Linked DNA regions of Mus musculus: region 1 is linked to region 2. A link is a contact called in public Hi-C data. All regions are on one chromosome and are shown on one strand. The core of a region is the stretch at or near the end of the contact, and the rest is flanking DNA. Distances in the headings are between cores, read along the strand shown. Region 1 has its middle 82 kb from the start of Gm40422. Region 2 holds the start of Coch (cochlin).

Evidence for each region. A called contact is a pair of places that touch in the nucleus more often than the background predicts.
Region 1: a Hi-C map of cerebral cortex shows a contact between it and region 2, with 2.1 times the contacts expected there. The contact joins the enhancer-like site here to the promoter of Coch in region 2. A contact is called at or near these places in 4 of 39 promoter capture datasets (the HPC-7 cell line, cranial neural crest, embryonic stem cells and 1 more), 3 of 484 Hi-C or Micro-C datasets (cerebral cortex and uterus), 3 of 115 datasets of contacts at active chromatin or transcription factors (embryonic stem cells and forebrain) and 2 of 9 other capture datasets (embryonic stem cells and pancreatic islet).

The regions. Positions count from the first base shown.
Region 1 is chr12:51,491,019-51,496,370 of GRCm38.p6, forward strand. No RefSeq gene overlaps it. Among named protein-coding and RNA genes, the nearest start is that of Gm40422, 82 kb to the left of the region's middle. Within about 2 kb of position 3,808, at least 6 of the 459 cell types and tissues checked have an H3K27ac peak or open chromatin away from gene starts, as enhancers often do. A contact at or near this core is called in cerebral cortex, where this site is marked.
Region 2 is chr12:51,590,257-51,595,478 of GRCm38.p6, forward strand. It overlaps Coch (cochlin), which reads left to right and starts at 3,085. Exons shown (of 12, transcript NM_001198835.1): 1 at 3,085-3,149; 2 at 3,349-3,401; 3 at 3,482-3,535; 4 at 5,079-5,222. The coding sequence starts at 3,368.

The DNA of each region.
Region 1 (5,352 bases), core at 2,558-5,057, 99 kb before region 2:
CGTGTGGCCCACTAATTTTTAATAATCTAATGACCTTTGTTAGAGAGAGGATTGGTACTGTCCAGCTGTTAGTATTAAGACAACAATACCAGTCTCTGCAGAACCTTGAAAAAGAGGTTGCAGTTTAGTTCTAAGATTAGAACTAGTAACTAGAAGAAGTGGGGAATGAAAGATCCTGGCAGAATGTAAAAGGACACAGAAGCCCTGAAATTGGCAAGATAGACGTCAGTGTTAGCAGAACTAGCTTCACTGATTTAGAAAAATAGAGGCGCACAGTACTCTGGCCACTCCTTGAACCTGTATGTCTGCCAATGTTCTGACCAGGTGTGTGCCCATTGCTGCACCTTCATTAGACTCTTTCCTTGTATCCCTCCCATACCCATTTCTTGAGAATAGACATTGTTTAGATCTGGAAATCCCCTAATCTCCCCCTTCTCCTTTCCCCCCTGAGGGCCTATAAAAACTGGGAACTCTTTCCCCTCGAGAACGACTCCTCTACCCCTGCGTGGGATATGAGTCGTCCCCAGAGCTCTGGCTTTCCCCGAATAAAGCCTCATGTGGTTTGCAACAAGCTCGGTCTGTCGTGAGTTCTTGGGTGTCCGCTATTGTCCTGAGGCCTGAGCGAGGGGCTCCTCTCGGAGTCTTTCAGAACCAGCCCAGGAGAAAGCAGTTTGTTGCAGTCCACAAAGATGAAAAAGGAGTGGAGATCTGAAGACTGCTTTGACATCAGCCATGGAGAGCAGAGTTTGGAGTTTTCCAGCTGGTTTCCTGTCTTTCTTTGGGGATTACAGTTCAGTGATTGGATGAATCTCTGAAGAGACCTTGAACTTTGGACTTTTAACATTGTTGCGACTGCTATAGACTATGAGGACTTTGAAAGTTGGACTATATGCATTTGCATTATGCTATGTTTAAGTATGCCCCCCCATAGACTCATGTGTTTGAACAAGTCTATGGGGGCCAGGGAGTGGAATGAGGTGGTCCACTAACTGCCTGTCTTGTTTCTGTTTTTTTTTTTCCTGAGCACAGCCTCTTCTCAGATCAGCTTGTTCACTGGAGGCATAGATTCTAGGATGCAGGGGAACAATAGCTAACACACTGAAATCACCAGCCCCAGAGCAAGAAGAGCGCTGGCGTCTTTGTCTATGACAATGAAGCTATTCTCTTCGTGTTTTTAAGGATGTGGTGAGAGAGGCCACCAGGCTGTGTGGTCTTCATGGCTGTCTACTCACACACTCCTGCTGAGAGGCATCCTAGAACAGAGACATGAACTACTTTTAAGCTAAAATCTAAATGTTAATTTATGTAGCTGAACATTTTCATTTTTTCTCCAAATCGTTTTTACTAGCCAAACACGTTCTATTTTCAGACTTGACCACATCATTATCTAGCATCCCCAACGCGGCTGAGAAACAGAAGATTGCACTTTCAACTGTTCCACTGAACTTCAAAGCCAACATTAGCATGCAGGGTACAAGATACTTTTTAGGGAACAGATTGCCACAGAGGTCAGCTGCCTTTCAGTCAGATATTTATTAGGAGTAAAGTTGGTGAAGTGAACAATGAGACCTTTGCTATCCTGGTAGCTACTATGGCCATGCAGGCAAACTCATCCCTCGCCTTCTCAGGAGGCCAATACCCTAAGAAGTCCTGCCCTGTCCACTTCTCCCTTGGGTTAGCCAGGCTGGCTGCACGTGGAGCTGGACTGGAGAGAGGGAAGCTTAGTGGAGATCTCTAGGGCATGGGATCTCTAGGACTGTGTTCCTGGCCAGGGCAGTTGGAAAATGCGTAATCTACACACTTAGAGGCTATGGGGTGGGGTGGGGTAGGGTGGGGGGAACCTTTGAAGGTCAAACAAAGAGTGATCATTTATTTATTACCCTGTCAGAGTAATAAATTCTTACTAGGGTTCATGGTGGGGAAGCCAGCTCTATGGTGTAAGGTTCCAGGTTGGAGCTCCCTCAACAGTTCCTTTGTCACCCTGGACCAATATGGTCCCACAGAAAAGGATGTTAATTCTTCACAACTGAAGGCAAGTGGATCACCCTGTGCCAGCTAGGGTTAACTATTAACTTGCCAGAGTCTAGAGTCTCCCAAAAGATGAGCCCCTGGGCATACCTCTAAGAGGACTATTTAGATTTTGTTAATCAAGGTGGAAATACCTGCTATTGTTAGTAGCTTATTCACTGGCTGGGATCCTGGTCCAGACAGACAGACAGACAGACAGACAGACAGACAGAGAGCTTGCACTGAACAGCAGCAAGCAGTCATCCTCTGTCTGGTTTCTGATTGTGGATGGGATGCCACCAGCTGCTTCGAGCTCCTGCTGTCTTGACTTCTTGTCCATAATAAGCTAGACTAAATCCCTTTACCCTTAAGCTGTTTGTCAGAGTATTTTATCACAGCAAAGGGGAAACGATCAAACACACTCTTAATTAGTTTCCATTCACCACCACCAAGAAGAAAGCTTACATTCCTGGGAGAGAAGAGGAAGGTAGGGCTGAGGTGTTATCTATGACATTAAATGATTATGAATTTGTTTGAATAAAGCAAAGTTTGCGCAGTTTCAAGGACGAGAGTGTACTGGGAAGAGTTAGCGCTCCGGGGTCAGCTCTGTTGAAAATGTCAAAGTTTAACAAGGACACACAAGAGAGAAACCTTGAATAAATGCTGAGCCTTGTCCCTCTGACCTCAGAACAGAGAATAAGCTAGCTTGCCAGTTACAAGGCTTGGCAAGGAGAAATGGAATCCCCGGCATCTCTCTGTTCTTCCTCGGGGTGAGATGATGGCTGTCACTGTATATTCTGGTTAGCAGCGTTCCGTAGCCACGTGTCTCGGCATTAGTGAGCTAGGCGGCCCATTAGTGAGCTAGGCGGCCTCTCTACTCCTGGCAAGTCCCTAGTGTCATCCCCCATGGTCATGCACTAGCTTCATCATTATTAAATGCATTTGTATGTCTGTTTTTATTATTACAGTTGTTACCAGAAATTTTAAGGAGACTAGTCTTGGTCAACCATGTGTTACCACTGAAGCCGGAAACCCCCTGTCCCTTGCCACTTAGGGTTTTTAGTCCCATTAATAAAAGAATTTAGGAACAGTCTAGAAGGATGCTTGAAGACAATTTTATTAGATATTAAAGGAAAATCACAGATCGGGAAGCTCCGAATCTCAACAGGTGGTCAAACAGGAAGACTGCAGAGGAGGGGAGAGGGAAGCACGTCTCTGGGAGTTAGGCATGGAAGGCTTGCACAGAGCCATACGACAAAACGAAGCTACCTTCGCTTCAGGAAAGAGCAGAGAGGTTTGAGTACCGGAAAAACATATTTAGGTTCTGGTTAGCATCCAAGAGAAAGACTCAGAAAAGAAGGAAAAGTGATGTCTGTGGAGTGTGGCCAGACTCAGACAAGAGGAGCTGCTCATGTTCGCATAGCAGCTGACATGGAAATGGCCTTCAAGGTGAATATCCAGCCATGGACCGTTTCCACTGCGGCCCCGGGAGGGAGAAGGGAAACAGAACAACGTTCACCAAGTTAATTCAGTGAACTGACTAATGGTCACATACGGCAGCACAAGGGGTATACTGCAAATAACCCAACCCACTCGTCTCTAAAAGCAGCCAAACAGGGAAAGACAGGCACGCAGCAGCCATGGAGCGGTACGAGAACGGCGCTGAACGTAAGTTAGCGGAGAAGGTCCAATAGTACCTGAGCGGGCACCGCCGTGGGGTCTGGGCCTTAAAGTCCACCTCTTCCATTGCCTTTGCTGCGGCCTCTTTCAGGGCCCATACCTTACAGCGATACTTGAATCTGTTGCTAAATGGCGTTCCACACTCTGCCCACTTTCCATCTGGGAATCCTTTCGTGCGTCACCAGGCTTATTCACGTATAATTGAAATCTAACAAGGACTCCCCATCGAGAGTTCTCTACAGGCAGGCATTGCACTGAGTATTATTTTAGATGTATTCTTTCATTCTATTCTGTTTTCCCGATGTGAAAACGAAGTGACAGCTAAATAATCCGCTCAGTCTCAAAGCTCATAAAGTTAGTGGGAAGGTAACCGGCAGAGCCGGGATTCCAAGCCCGTCGTGTCTGAAGGCTGCTTTTGTCTTAACTATTACCATACATTGCTTCCCCTGTAAGGCAAAATTCTTACGTGTGCAGAAATGACTTAAACAGAAAAACAGGGTTATTAAAAAAAAAAAAAACTGACTGTGGTTCTGCTTCCACTTAAACCATAGAAAAGCACAAGAGAAGATTGTTCCCACCCTACAATATGGAAAGACTTAATAGTTCCGTTTATAAAATTTTAGCTTCTGTTGAGCCTATCAGATCACAAGGTCCCACTGAAGGCTGTGGGCAGATCACAAGCTCTAAGAAAAATCTCCGTCATCCTGGGCCGTTCACGGAGTTGCTGGTGTCCAACATGTGACATTTTGACATGATGCTGCCATCAACAAATGTGTTGGGCTGTACTCCTAGCCATCCAAGGATGCCTGGGACCCAGGCCACTCTCCAGGTCTGGAAAGTACCAGCAGCTGAACCCAGAGGCAACGTAGATACAAATAAACAAACTCCACTAAATTGCTGACCAGACTCACTCAGATCCTTGCAACATGAGTCTGATGGATGAAAAGTTAACACCTTGATTCCTTCAGTATCTTCTCAGTGTCTATCGTCCAAGGACAAGTTGTCCCATGGAAAGTGAAAACCAAAGCACAGTGTTCAAGCTAGGCATGGTGGTGCGTGCACTTGGGAGACAGAAGCAGGCAGATTTCTATGAGCTCAAGGCCAGTATAGTCTACATAGTAAGATCTAGGCCAGCCAGAGTTCCCGATTCTGACTCGACGACGATGATGATGATGACATAACAGAATCTGACTCATAAATGACTCTAGAAGGATGGAGGCCTAAACAGCTATAATCAATTTATTAAAAGAACTGTCAGGAACAGTAAATAGCGTCTACAAATGGAGAAGCCCAAAACATCAATAAAAATTAATTTTGATAACTCAGATAAGAAATCTGAAAATAAAATGTGGTATCAGAAATAAAATATTTTTGTTGAATTTATTAGCAGATTAAGCATAGTAGAGAAAAGATTCAGTTAACCTGAAGAACAGGTAAAGATAAATTATGTAAACTGAACCATAAGGAGAAAACACTGGGGAGAGAGGGGAGCACGGTAATGTAGGATTAACGGAATCACAGGGAGAGAGACAGGGCAGAAGAAGTGACGGAGAGTTATCAGCTAGAGTCTCTCCCAAGGTATTGAGCCACAGAAGGAGCTCAGAGACCCCAGATAGACTAAATTTAAACACACACACACACACACACACACACACACACACCCTT
Region 2 (5,222 bases), core at 1,835-4,334:
ACAATAAAAGAACCATCTCTGATTTCAAGCTTCACTAGAGAGCTATAATGACAAAAACTACATGGTATTGGCATAAAACAGCCAGGTTGATCAAATCAAAGACCCAGACATAAATCTACACACCTATGGATACCTGTTTTTTGATAAAGAAGCCAAAATTATATAATGGAAAAAAAGAAAGCATCTTCAACAAATGGTGCTGGTCTAACTGGATGTCTGCACGTAGAAGAAATGCAAATAGATCCATATCTATCACCCTGTACACAACTCAAGTCCAAGTGGATCAAAGACCTCAACATAAAACCAAACGCACTGAAGCTGATAGAAGAGAAGGTAAGGAGCAGCCTTGCTCTCATTGACACAGGAGATAACTTCCTGAGCAGAGCATCAATAGTGCAGGCACAACGATCAACAATAAATGTCTTCATCAGGGATTTACTCATTTTGTTCATTATAGAGTGTGGGCGCGGGTGTGAGTGTATAAGCTACAGCTCCCACCTCTGGAGATCAGAGGACAACTCTGCAGCCAGTTCTCTCCCTCCATCTTTATGTGGGTCACCTAGGGTTAAATTCTGGTGGCCAGGCTTGCAGAACCAGCACCTTTCTGTGCTGAGCCATTTCACTACCACTGGACATTGTTTTTAAACAACTATAATTTGTGTTTCATCATGGAAACATAGTTGACACATAGAAATAGAATCTCAATGAAAAAGTGAAAAGCCAGTGAAAGATTAAGAATTATTAATTTCTCTGCTGACATTGAATTAAGTATTGTGTATCTTGGGCTATGCATTAGAATCATCCAGAGAGGTTTTTAAATGCTCTGTCCCCATCCCAGAGCAAAAGGATCAGAATCTCTTGAGGGATGGAAAACTCCCGCTACCATACAAATCAGTGCTCCCCAAGTGGTCCCCACAACAACCTAGTTAGGAGCCAGCTGCTCTCTGGTTTTTGGTTTTGTTTGTTTGTTGATATTAAATGGTCTTTGTTAGAGCAAGATAACTAGCAATCCTGGACAATGCTCTGAAATATCACCGAACTGAATATAAATTTGTCTTTTCAGTCAAGAGCCAGATCTGCCTCTCCCTCTGGCTCTGAAGACCGGTCTCTAAAAGCACATATTTTTCCCTCCATATATTTATGGTGAACATGAAAAACAAACTAACTGAGGAAAAGAAATATCACCCGGACTCCTCCACCCTCCTTGGTTGGTCTTTCCAAAAGAATAAAAATAAATAAAGACTTAACTTCTCTTAAATGTTTCAAAACAAAATAATTAAAATGCCTGGGTAAACAGCCATGAAACTTAATGAGCTATTTCCTCCATTTCTTAAGTCACAGACTCAGGGTCTATCATGGAAATAGCTGCAGGAATTTGATTCTGCCAGATCATGGTGGACTGGCATCAGGGACTGTGCCCTGCAGGGACTCTTTCTCTGCCTTGCACCCCATTTGACCATGCTGCCTGAGTTGCTGCCTAGCAACTAATTATACAAGATCACGACAATTTCCCGGGCCTGACTGGAGGAACCTGTCCAACCCTGGCGTAGGACACACAAAGAACAATCATGAAAAGGACAGCTTTAATTGTCTTCATCTTCAATTTTTCTTCCAAGAAAACTATCAAGGATGGTTAGGTAGACTCCTGAGAAAATCACAATTCTCTCATGAAAGAGATCAAATCTTTCAAGCAGCCATGAAAAAGAAAAAGAAACACCGAGTACTTCCCAAATCACCGACCAAGCAATTTTGTCCCTTCTCAGAAGACAGCCAAGTGATAAAAGAAATGCCTGGTAAAACCACGGAGGCATTCTGTCAGCCCAGGCAAGGGCTGTTCAGCTGACGCACACTTCAGCATAGTCACACCTCCACATCATGCACTAGTGTAGGACTCCACGTACATAAATGTCCAAGTCTATAGGGAGAGGAAGTGGACTGCTGAGGTCATGTGGTGGAGAGGAAAGGGCGTGCCGGCTCTTCACCAGGAGGCATCATTTTGGATGTGATTGAATATTCTGAAATTGATCTACGGTGAGGATCATAAACTTTCTAGAAGTCACTGAATCCTGTCTTTTAAATGGATGGATTCTATGACATAAATTATAGCTGAATAAAGCTACATTTAAAACAGGTATTGTAACCAGGTGTGATTGGTCCATCCGTGGCACTGCGGAAGGCTGAGGCAGGATACAATGAATTCAAAGTCATCTTAGACTACCTTAAAACCATGGCTCAAAAAACCAAAATCAAAACAACAACAACAACAACAACAAAAACCTAAAGCAGGGGCTGTCCAGGTCTGAAATTCCTCTGCTACCTTGCAGGTCTGTCATGAACACGCCCTATGTGTTTTGTTCTTTCTCTATGCCCATCATGAAAAGTTGCTATAATTGAAATGCGGAGCACATACTACCACATCTAAAGTTCCATAGAATCACCAGATTTGAGACTAGAAACACAAACAAGGAATCTTTCCTAATCTGGAGAAAGAGGAAGAAAAAAAGAAATGTAACTATTGTCTGGAGGTTAGGAGCACTCTACAATGTACCTACTCTTTACAACAAATGACCCATCAGGGAAAACCGTTTTCCACCTGAAAATAAGTCCAGAGGCCGAGCCCCTAAGACAAGTTTTCCATAACATTTATCAAATGCTGCTTGGTTTTACTTTTAAAGTAGGCACTGTTCCCCACGGGGCGCGAAGCTGGGAAGTTTTGTTCTCAGAACCGGGTGGCTTGGCTGCTCTGCACCCTGCTGAGCCCCTCAATTCCCTCAAGGCGGCTCCTAAGACCGTCTCTGTCCAGTACCCTGCACGCCCTAAGTGTCCCTAGGCGTTTCCCCAAACGCGCTCCGACGCCTTTTCCCATCAAGTCCCCGGACACCACAGGCGACCTTCACGCCTCCCCAGAGAACCCCACACCGCAGGAAGAGGCGCCAGTCCGCTGGCCTCCCCCGGGGACCGTCGGGGGGGGGGGGCGAGGGAGGAGCTGGCCGGCCACCGCCCTACGGGGGCGGGAGGGGGAGGGCTGGGGACCGCTCCTAGCCCCTGCTGGCGCCCCCCGCACAGTGCTCATGCGCGCCGCCCGTCTTTATAGCGGCCACGGAGCCGCGCTTGCCGCACTCGGGTGTAGCCGGGCGGATCCCACGCAGGTGCGGGACCCGGGGAGGTGCATAGGGTCTGTGCCTCTGCCTGTGTGTCCTGGCGTACCCCACGCTGGTCCGAGGTGGCACAGCGCGTCTGGAGCTGCTCGAACTGCAGCGGTCGGGTTCTCCCGCCTTCGCCGGCTTCCGAGGAGCGCAGGGCCGTGCGGTCCCCGGCGAACCTCGTTCACGCCTCACTCTCCCGCAGGTCCACGGAGATCCTCGCCATGCCCTCGTCCAGGATCCCTGCTCTCTGCCTCGGTGGGTACACTCCCATCCCCTACCCCTCGCCCTCTCGCGCGGGCGGAGGCTGTAGCCACCTCGCTGTCCTCTCTCCGCAGGTGCGTGGCTGCTGCTGCTGCTGCTGCCCCGGTTCGCGCGCGCCGAGGGAGCGGGTGAGTTAGGTGCGGGAGGAGGGAGATGGGGAGGACAGGGTCAGTTCCCGCAGGCTAGGGACCTGCGTAGGGATGCGGGGCTGCAGAGGCGGAGACCCGCCCTCACCCATCTCCAGCGCAGCCCTCGGGCTTGCCTGTTTTTCCACGCCAGGGTCCCCGGGGTCCGTTTGTGCCTCCTTCCCGGGAGCACGCCACCTAGCCCCGGGACCATTCGTCCCGAGTTACTCCGTTGTTTTCCGGGCTGGGGACAACTGTTTGGTCCCAGCCCACAGAGGAGGGCTGCTCACATCCTGGTCCCACCTAATCCGATCACCTCGCTGTGCTGTGCGTTTGTGCTTGTAACCCCTTTGGAAAACAGCGTCGGCGGTTCCTATATCTATCTCCCTGGGAGCCTCAAAAGAGTTTGTTCCACGTGTAGAAGTCCGAGTGTGGTTCGGTGTCTTTTCTGCGATGTAAGAGAGTTTCGCTTCTAAAATCTTACGCTTGCTTTTCTTCAAAGTAGAAATGGTAAGTACCTTTTGCCCAACAAAGCAAGTGTTAGCAGCTCCGGACAATCTCGGTCCTGGATTCCAGAGTCGTTGTCGCCCCACTCCCACCTACCCCCACCCCCGTCGCTGAAAAGGGAAAAGATTTGGGTTATTTCATAGAGTTGCAAGGCTCCTATTTGAAGTTAGGATTTTAACCGAGCCTGAAGAATTGATATTGCACCTTGCGTCTTCCCTTTTCTTCCGTGGTCCAGGCAAGGATCCTTGGCAGAGGCAAATTACTCAACTTTTAAAACCATCCTTTCTTGCCTCGTGGGAGAGACTTTTTTTTTTTTTAAATTGGTCCGACTGACTGTAAGATTTAAGCATATTAGCAGTGCTTTCTTTTAAAAAAAAAAAGGGGGGGGGTGCTGCCTTCCATATTCCTTTGGACAGATCTGGAGGAGATACAATCAGATTCAAGTAGAGGACTAATTTCCTTGTGTCCTAGCCTTTGGGATTTGCGGCGTGCTCCGTAGGCTAATTAACTCTATGACTTTCATTTCCTCAATTGTAAAATATATGATCCAGGCACCTGTTAACTGGTTGGTTTATGTGAATGTGGGACTGTAAAGCCCTGACTGTATCAGGTAATGGGCCAGACAGCCCCCTGGGAAGGGTAGCTGAAGACGTTTGCATTTGTCTATGAAGACACTCCACAAAGGCTCAATACAGATGTACCGTCATCATAAATAACTGGAAAGAGTTCATCACAATTAAGATCTTTTTTTATTTCTAGGTCAAAGACTAATGCTATTTTCTCATTCTGATGCACTTTTTCAATTACATTTTCCAAATTGATGAAGAACTGGAAACAATGTCACATTAGATATCTGTAGTAACTTGGCCCTAGATTAAATTGGAAACCCCTTTGGGCTTGCTAATATCTAAAACGGTGTCAACATTTAAGTCGGTGTTTTGGCAGAAGTATAGAAATTGGGGGAATAAATAGAATCCCTGCAATACTTCCCCCGTAAAGCAGCCCAGGAGCTCTTACAGGACACACCCTTTCTCTTCAGTTCCCATTCCTGTCACCTGCTTTACCAGAGGCCTGGATATCCGAAAAGAGAAAGCAGATGTTCTCTGCCCAGGAGGCTGCTCTCTTGAGGAATTCTCTGTGTTTGGGAACATAGTGTATGCGTCAGTGTCCAGCATCTGCGGCG